Regions from separate parts of the Sus scrofa genome. Here region 1 is linked to region 2. Evidence: chromatin contacts called from public promoter capture Hi-C data. All regions are on one chromosome and are shown on one strand. The core of a region is the stretch at or near the end of the contact, and the rest is flanking DNA. Distances in the headings are between cores, read along the strand shown.

The links. Promoter capture Hi-C pulls out the DNA fragments that hold promoters and counts their contacts.
Region 1: a contact with region 2 is called in a promoter capture Hi-C map of fetal skeletal muscle, with 3 times the contacts expected there. The contact joins the promoter of TRIM47 here to the promoter of RHBDF2 in region 2. A contact is called at or near these places in 1 of 5 promoter capture datasets (fetal skeletal muscle) and 1 of 2 datasets of contacts at active chromatin or transcription factors (alveolar macrophages).

The regions. Positions count from the first base shown.
Region 1 is chr12:5,533,815-5,537,759 of Sscrofa11.1, reverse strand. TRIM47 (tripartite motif-containing protein 47) reads right to left here and starts at 2,501. Exons shown (of 6, transcript XM_003131190.4): 1 at 1,725-2,501; 2 at 625-720; 3 at 112-342. The coding sequence starts at 2,423.
Region 2 is chr12:5,006,739-5,010,389 of Sscrofa11.1, reverse strand. It overlaps RHBDF2 (inactive rhomboid protein 2), which reads right to left and starts at 1,856. Exons shown (of 19, transcript XM_021066584.1): 1 at 1,837-1,856.

The DNA.
Region 1 (3,945 bases), core at 1,252-3,751, 530 kb before region 2:
TCTGCCAGGAGGCTGGCACGGCCTGGGGGACCAGGCATCCACTGCCTTCTCCTCCCTCCGCTTCTGCCCAACCCCTTCTGGGCCCTCTTTGGCTCACAGAGCTGCCCTCACCTGCAGGAAGCTGACCGAGTCGGCCTCGGGGACCTGACTGAGGTTGTGGCGGGCCTGGCTGAGACGGCTGCGCTGGTCCTCCTGGCGCCGCAGGTCGCCCTGGGAATGGCCCAGCATGGTGGCCTCCCCCTCGTCGATGAAGCCCAGCACCTCTGTCTGGAACCTCTGCAGGACGGCCGCGGCCTCGGCAAACAGCCGGCTCACCCTTTCTCGCTCTGCCACGGCTGCGCTCTGCACAAGACGACAGAGGGCAGCAATGAGGGCAAAGAACCCTGCTGTCTTGGCCATTCCTCCCAGACCCCTCCTTCCCACCCTGTCCTCTTGGGGGGACGAAGGCACCAGCCCGAGCCATCCTGGGTTTATGCCAGGTCTGGGAGATGCTCGCGCTCACTGGGGCCGGGCAAGGCCGGGAGCGCGGGCGTCTTTGGTGTGGTCGGTGTACCGCAAGCGCACACTGCCGGGCGGGAGCTGGCTACGAGAGTGGCCGGGACAGGGGTTAGGACAGGATCTGACCTTGATGAGGGCCACGGTGCGCCGGGACTGTGCAATGCCGGCGCCCAGCTCATCCATGCGGTCCTCCACGGCGCTCAGGACTTTGGGCTGCTCAGCCTGCAGGTGACATCCTTAAGGAGCACAGGGTCTGGCCGAGGTCACAGCCCTGCACTGGGGTCCCAGGTCTTACCAAGGGTGGTGGTGGGGGACCCAGGAGTGGTATCTGTGCCTAGGTGGAGCTGGGAGTGGCCGCGATGTTGTACAGTACGCCAGGGGGTGCCTCAAGCCCAGGCAGGTGCCATTCCCAAAGGGGAGGGCAGGCAGGCTGGCTGTGGGGTGTCTGCCTCTCCTCTCTGACTTGTGAGCAAGTACAGGGCCATCCATGCTCCTCAATATCGCTCACATTCATTTGGGAGCTTCCCTAGGTGGGGACGAGGCAGAGACTGAGAGAGGACAGGTGGCTGCACAAGCTGGCATTCAGCTGTTCTGAGAATCCCTGTTCTCAAAGAGTTTGTGTCCCCAGTCCAGGCCTGAAAAATGGGGATTCCGGGCAAACCCCCTGGGTCTTATGAGTCACTGCTCCAGGCAGGAGAGACGGAAAATCCCAAGGCCAGAAGTGCCAAGACCCGGCTGAGGGCCAAAGGAAACTGGGGGCGGAGGTAACGAGCTGGACAGCGCCCACATGCTCTCACTGCGGGCCGCCAGGTCAGCTGGACAGAGGGGTCTGTGTGCCGGTGGGTTCGGCCCCACCTCTGCAGCCCTCCTGTCGCCTGCCCCACCCACTGAAACCCTCACCGCAGCAAATCTGAGCTGGGACCGGCATGGGCACGAGCTCTCTGCTGCTTTAAACACCCCCCCCGCCCCCGGCCGCGCCCCAGCCTCGGGACCCCAGCCTGCTTTTCCCGTCCTTTTTGGGTTCACACTGGGTTCCTCCAACCCCCCCCCCCATTCTCATCCTGAGCGAAATGTCCCACAGCGATCAGATGACTGTCCAGGCTGGAAGGGACGGCAAAGGAGGAAATTAAGACCCAGCCTGGGAAGGATGGGGGTGATGGGGCCTCGGCTCTCGAGGCGGGTCACCCGTCCCGGCCGCCCGCCCGCCCGCTGCAACCGCATCCCACCTCCTGGAGCGCGCGCTCCTGCTCCAGCGGCACAAGCTCGTGGCCTCGGTGCTCCTGGGCGGCGCAGGTCTCGCAAAGGCACACGCGGTCCGCGCGGCAGTAGCGCTCCAGCGGCCGCAGGTGGCGCGGGCACAGGCTCTCCTCCAGCCGGCGCAGCGGCGGCACCAGGCGATGTCCGCGCAGCGCGGGGCTGCGCTCGTGCGGGCCCAGATGTGCGGGACAGAAGGAGGCGAGGCAGGAGAGGCAGGAGAGCGCGGCGGGCAGGGCGGCGCCCTCGGGGCACGCGTCGCAGCGCACCGGCTCTTCGCCCTCCGGCCACGGCTCGGGCGCGCTGGGCGCCGATGGCTCCGGAGCGCTGGGCGGCGAGCTGGGCGGCGCGCTGGGCGCCGCCGGCTCGGGCGCCAGGGCTGCGGCCGGGGTCGGCGCCGGGCCTGGGCCGGGCCCCGGGCCCGAGCCCTGACGGAGCTGCAGCAGCTCGGACAGCGTGTGGTTCTTGCGGAGCTGCAGGCCGTCGGGGAAAGGCTCCTGGCACAGCGGGCAGCGGGCCGTGCCTCCCGGCCCCCCGGCGCCCCCCGCGCCGCGGTGCGGCCAGAGCGCGCTCAGGCAGGCGAGACAGAAGTTGTGGCCGCAGGGCAGCGTCACTGGCTCCCGGAGCGGCTCCAAGCAGATGGGGCAGCTGAAGGGCCAGCCGCCGTCCATGGCTCCGCGGCCGCTGGGGCACCGCCTGGGCCGCTCCCGCCTGGGAGGGACCCAGACCGTCCGCGCCGCCGCCCCGCCCCCTGGACCGCAGCCAAGGGGCCCGCCCCCCGCTCGGCCCGCCCCCGGCGCCGCGGGCCCGCCTGCCCGCCCGGGCACCCGCCCCAGCCCAGGCCGCGCGGGACGGCCTCTGGGCCTCGTCTGACCCCCGAGGGCCTCCTGGACCAAAGAGGGAGAGGGAAGAGGGCGGGACGGGGACGGGACACACTGAAAGCAGGGAAGGAGTTCACCCCTCCACGACCCCCCAAACTCCCCCACCCCGTGCCTGCCAGGGGCTCCTAAGGCGCTGGGCGACCTCCGCCCCCCGCCCCGTGTCGCGCCTGCCCCTTGCGCTCCAGACCCCTGGGCAGCACTGTTAGCAAAGTTGCTGAGCTGCTGACGGCAGAGGAAAAAAAAGAACTGCTGACGTGCGCATGTTTTTGCCCCTTAGAGACTCTGTTTACCTCAGGCGGGGAACTTGCGCTCCTCCACAGCTGAAATGGGAAGCTGGGGTCATCCTCCACGTCCCTAGTCTCATCATTCAGTTCCGGTCCCTCCCGTGGTGTGGCCTGGGCTAGGGGTGTGGGTTCCCCAGTTGGAGGCTTTGCTGAGGCTCCTCCAACCATGCACTTAAACCAGTGGGGTTTATTGTATTTAAATTACCTCAACGATGTTAAGCTAAACCCAACAGAGTGGCAACAGAATAACTAAAGTAGCGCTGGGTTGCAACCCAAAGTAGAAAACAAACACTCATGAGTTCCTGCTGATAATAAATAAATCACTGGATAAATAAATGAGGGAGAGTAGACAAATTTCCCATTCAGAGGAATTCCAAACAGATTCTGTAAATACTCCAAGGTGGAGCAGGGCTTCCCAGTCCTTAAGTGCGGGCTGTGCATAGTGACTTCCTTCCAAAGAGAGCAGAAGGGTGACTTGACAGCGGCAAAACCTGGCCAAGACGACCTCAGCCAGTGGTCGCGGTCAACACCGACAGTCATCAGTCATGTCCGCAGTAGGCACCCTGGATGTGATATGAGCTTCCTCCCCCAAACCCATAACCCCACTCTAATTACTAGTAAAACCTCAGACAAATCCCAGTGGAGAGACAGACTACACAGCCCTTGACCAGAACCCCTGGAAACTGTCAAGTTCATCAAAAACCAAACAACAAGAAACGTCTGGAGTACCTGTTGCAGCTCAGTGGGTTAAGAACCCAACTAGTATCCATGAGGATTCAGATTCAATCCCTGGCCTGGCTCCGTGGGTTAAGGATCAGGCATTGCCATGAGCTGCAGGGTAGGTCACAGATGTGGCTGGGATCCAGCATTGCTGTGGCTGTGGCACAGGATCCAGCTGCAGCTCTGATCCAAGCCCTAGCCCAAGAAGGTCCACAGGCCGCAGATGTGGCTGTAAAAAGGAAAAAACAGAAGGAAAAGGAAAAGAGGAAAGCCTGAAAACCTGTCACAGCCAAGCGAAGCCGGAGGAC
Region 2 (3,651 bases), core at 607-3,106:
GGCAGGCTGAACCGAAAAACCCCGCCCCGGCCGCGACTGCTCACCCAGGAGAAAGGGGAGGGGAGCAGAAGGTATGAATTCCAGGCGCTTCTGGGACGAAGGCGGGACGGCGCGGTCCGGCCCTAGGGCTGTCCCCTCTCTTCCTCCCGGGACTTTAAACTTCGGCCCAATTGTCATGCCCCCATCTCTGGTGACCCATGGCCCACGAACCCCTTAGGCGCCTCGTCCCAGCCGAGCACAAGAAGCCAGCACACCCGGTCCAGCGGCCCCTTGAAGTCCAGCCCTGGCCTCTGGCCCCAGGCTTGGCCCACGTGGGGCCCGAGAACTCCGCAGGCCGGCCCCCTCGCCGCCGCGCACCGCCGCCCCAAGGCGTGCTCCGGCGCAATCCCGCGGCCCCTCTGGCACCGGCCGCCCGGCTGCCGCGAGCCCGGCCCCGCCCGCTGCCCCGCGCTCACCTCCCTGCGGCCCCAAGTCCCCAGGACGCAGCTCCGAGCGGCGCCGGCCAGCGGCTGGGCGGTGGCTCCTGGGGGCGGGGCCCCGGCGCTCCGCCTCTTCCCTACCTGCGCGGGGCGGCGGGGGAGGGGGCGGGGCGGGGGCGGGGCCTGGGGCGGGGCCTGGTGCCGGGGGGCGGGGCGGGGCGGGCCGGCCCGGGCCGGGTCCGCGCTGGACGCCAGTGTCCTGCTCTGCGGTTCCTGGGGCAGCGGTGCCCAGCGACGGATCCAGTGGTGTCTCAGCCCGGGCAGAGCCCTATTTTCCGCTGGAGCTCGTCTTCCGGGCGCCATCCTCTCCTCCCCCGACAAAGAGAAAAATCTAGGTCCGAAGTGCCACGATCACGTCAACCCTCTAGAAAAACCACTCCAGTAACAGCCATCTCCCATACCCTCCCTCCAGCGCCTTCATCCTTAGGTCAAACAAGCCTGTTCCCCCGGACCTTTTAGCCCTCACCCTTTCCTTGAAACACATTTGGAAGGTCTCGCCTGTGAGTCCTGTTGCAGCTTCTGCCTCCAGGAAGCCTTCTCTCATCTCTGCCCCTGCCCGCGACTCTCCGTTACCGCCAACGCGCCCTCCTCCGCATCCTCCCGAGGCGGAGGCGCCTTCCAAGGCTGAGGACGGGTCTTACTCAACTTCCCCTGCCCCCACCCTCCCTCGGCATTAAGTCCAGAGCTGGTGCCAATGACAGAAGCGTGCCTAGGGTTTGCCGCTGGGAGAAGCTCTGGCTGGGTGCCTGGGTGGACGGCGGGGTCTCTAGACGAGTCACAGGAATCTTCTTTAGGGCAGACTCAGTAAAACACCCGCGCTGCCTCTGCTCCAATGACGCAGAACCTTCCTGATGGGGCAGAATCTTGGTTCGCATGGATTCCTGCCACGGACGCAGAGGAAAGATGTCAAGATCTGGAGATTCCGGAGTTCCCCGTTGTGGCTTAGCGGGTTAAGAACCCGACTAGTATCCATGAGGATGCAGTTCTATCCCTGGCCTTGCTCAGTGGGTTAAGGATCCAGCGTTGCCCCAAGCTGCAGGAAAAGTCCCAGATGCAGCTCCCATCCAGTGTTGCTGTGGCTGTGGCGTAGGTCTGCAGCTGCAGCTCCAATTCGACGCCTAGCCTGAAAACTTCCCTAGTCTGTAAAAATAAAAACTAAAATAAAATAGAGGTAGGAGTTTCCACTGTGGGGCAGTGGGTTAAGGATCAGGTGTTGCCGCAGCTGTAGTGGGGGGTTGCAGCTGTGGCTGGTATGGGAACCCTGGCTGGGGAACTTCCATATGCCTCCAGCGTGGCTGAAAAAGGAAAAAAAAAAAAACATGGGGCTTTTGTAAGAAGCCCCTTAGAGGGTACTCACTTCTAATTGTTAGCAGCTGCCGTTGAAACTCAGACTGCTCTTACTGTTATCACAGGAGGTCCCCAATGTCTCCTCCAAGCCAGTCTCTATTTGCTCTCAGCCCAGAGAAGCTCTGCTCTGACTCTTGATCTCCCTCCTCTGCTGCAATTTCTCCCCTAGCTCTGCTGCTTCCCTGGGGTGGGGGCAGGCACAGTCCACTTGGCCCCACCCCTGCAGAGTCCCTCAAGCAGCTGCCCTGCAGCCTGAGCCAAAAATTCCTGCACCTCCCCGCTCCCAGAGGCAAGTGCAGACCCATCTACTCTGACGCACTGGGTAGCTGTGGCCCGGGCTGACCCCTGCTGGTGCCAGGATTGCTCAGGGTCTGACTACCTCCAGGGGCAGGGGGCACCCATCTCCCTCCTTGGAGGCCAAGGACCCGCCTAGCCTCCCCCTTCAGACTAGATGAACTAAACGATTGTGTGGGTGGGTGTGTTGGGGGCGGGATCCGGGCTGAGCTCCCAAGGCCAGATGTCCCTTTCTCAGCCCTGGGCCGGCTCTTATCATCTCGCCTTCCCCCTGGAGCAGGCCTCGCCAGCCTGGAGGACCAGAGGTTGATGTGATACTCAAGCCTCCGGGGAGAGGGGCAAGGTCTGGAAGCCTGGGGACAGGAATCTGGCCATGGTGTTGGTCTCAGGGTGGGTCCAGACCTTGATCCTTTGCAGAGCTCCTGAGGAACCCCCCCAGCACCCCTGTTATCACTAACCTGGACAGGGGTGGGGGGTGGGGTGAGAGGGCAGGTAGGGGTGGGGGTGGGGAGTAAAGAGAAGGAAGATCAGCCAGAGAAAGGCTTTGGGGAGTGGAGGGTGGGCCGAAGCTGGAGGATCCCTCGGCAGGAGCACAAGCGGGGACCACGTATCTGGCACCCACAGCATCCAAATCTTGGGAAGCTGCGGGGTACAGAGAAGACCAGAGCCCCACGAGGAGAGCCGGTGTTCTGCCGGGGAGATGAAGCACTCAAGGAACAATGACAGGAAGGGCAGCAAGCCGTCCCGAATCCTTCCCCTGACCCCTGTGGTCTAACACGTTATCTAGCACACGCCACCCTTGAGACAGCTCCAGAAGTGGTACCCTTTCTATCACCTCCATTGCAGGGCTGAGACAGAGGAGGCAGAGAGAGAGAGAGAGGTCGAGCAGCTGGACTTAACTCAGTCACCATCCGACGGTAGACTCTGGCGAGTGGTCCTGCAGGAGCCCCCAGGAGGAGTGGAGGGATTCCAGGTGGCGGCCGATGTCATGGATTTGTCCCATCAGAAACAGGGCACGCTGGGGAGTTCCCTTTGTGACTCAGCAGTTAACAAACCTGACTAGGATCCATAAGGATGCGGGTTCGACCCCGGCCTCGATCCCTGGATTCAGGATCCAGCGTTGCTGTGAGCTGTGGGGTAGGTGGCAGATGGGGCCCAGGTCTGGTGTGGCTGTGGCTGTGGGGTAGTCCGGCAGCTGTAGCCCTGATGCGACCCCTAGCCTGGGAACCTCCATAGGCCGCGGGTGCGGCCCTAAAAAGACAAAAAAAAAAAAAAAAAGAAAGAAACAGGGCACGCTGCCCAGCGTGCAGGTGCTGGGCTGCTTATCACAGGCTTGGCTGCAACAGCAAGCACCTGTCCAGCCGGCAGGCAGGGCATTAAACAGAGCAGGGGATAATCTGCAGTCATGTCACTCAGCTGTGAACAGTGGGGAGCTCACTCGCTCTCTGCTGATTTGGATACAGCCTAGATGCGTTAAGTGTCAAGGAGCAAGAGGCACGTTTAGTGTAACTGCATTTACCTACAGTTAAAG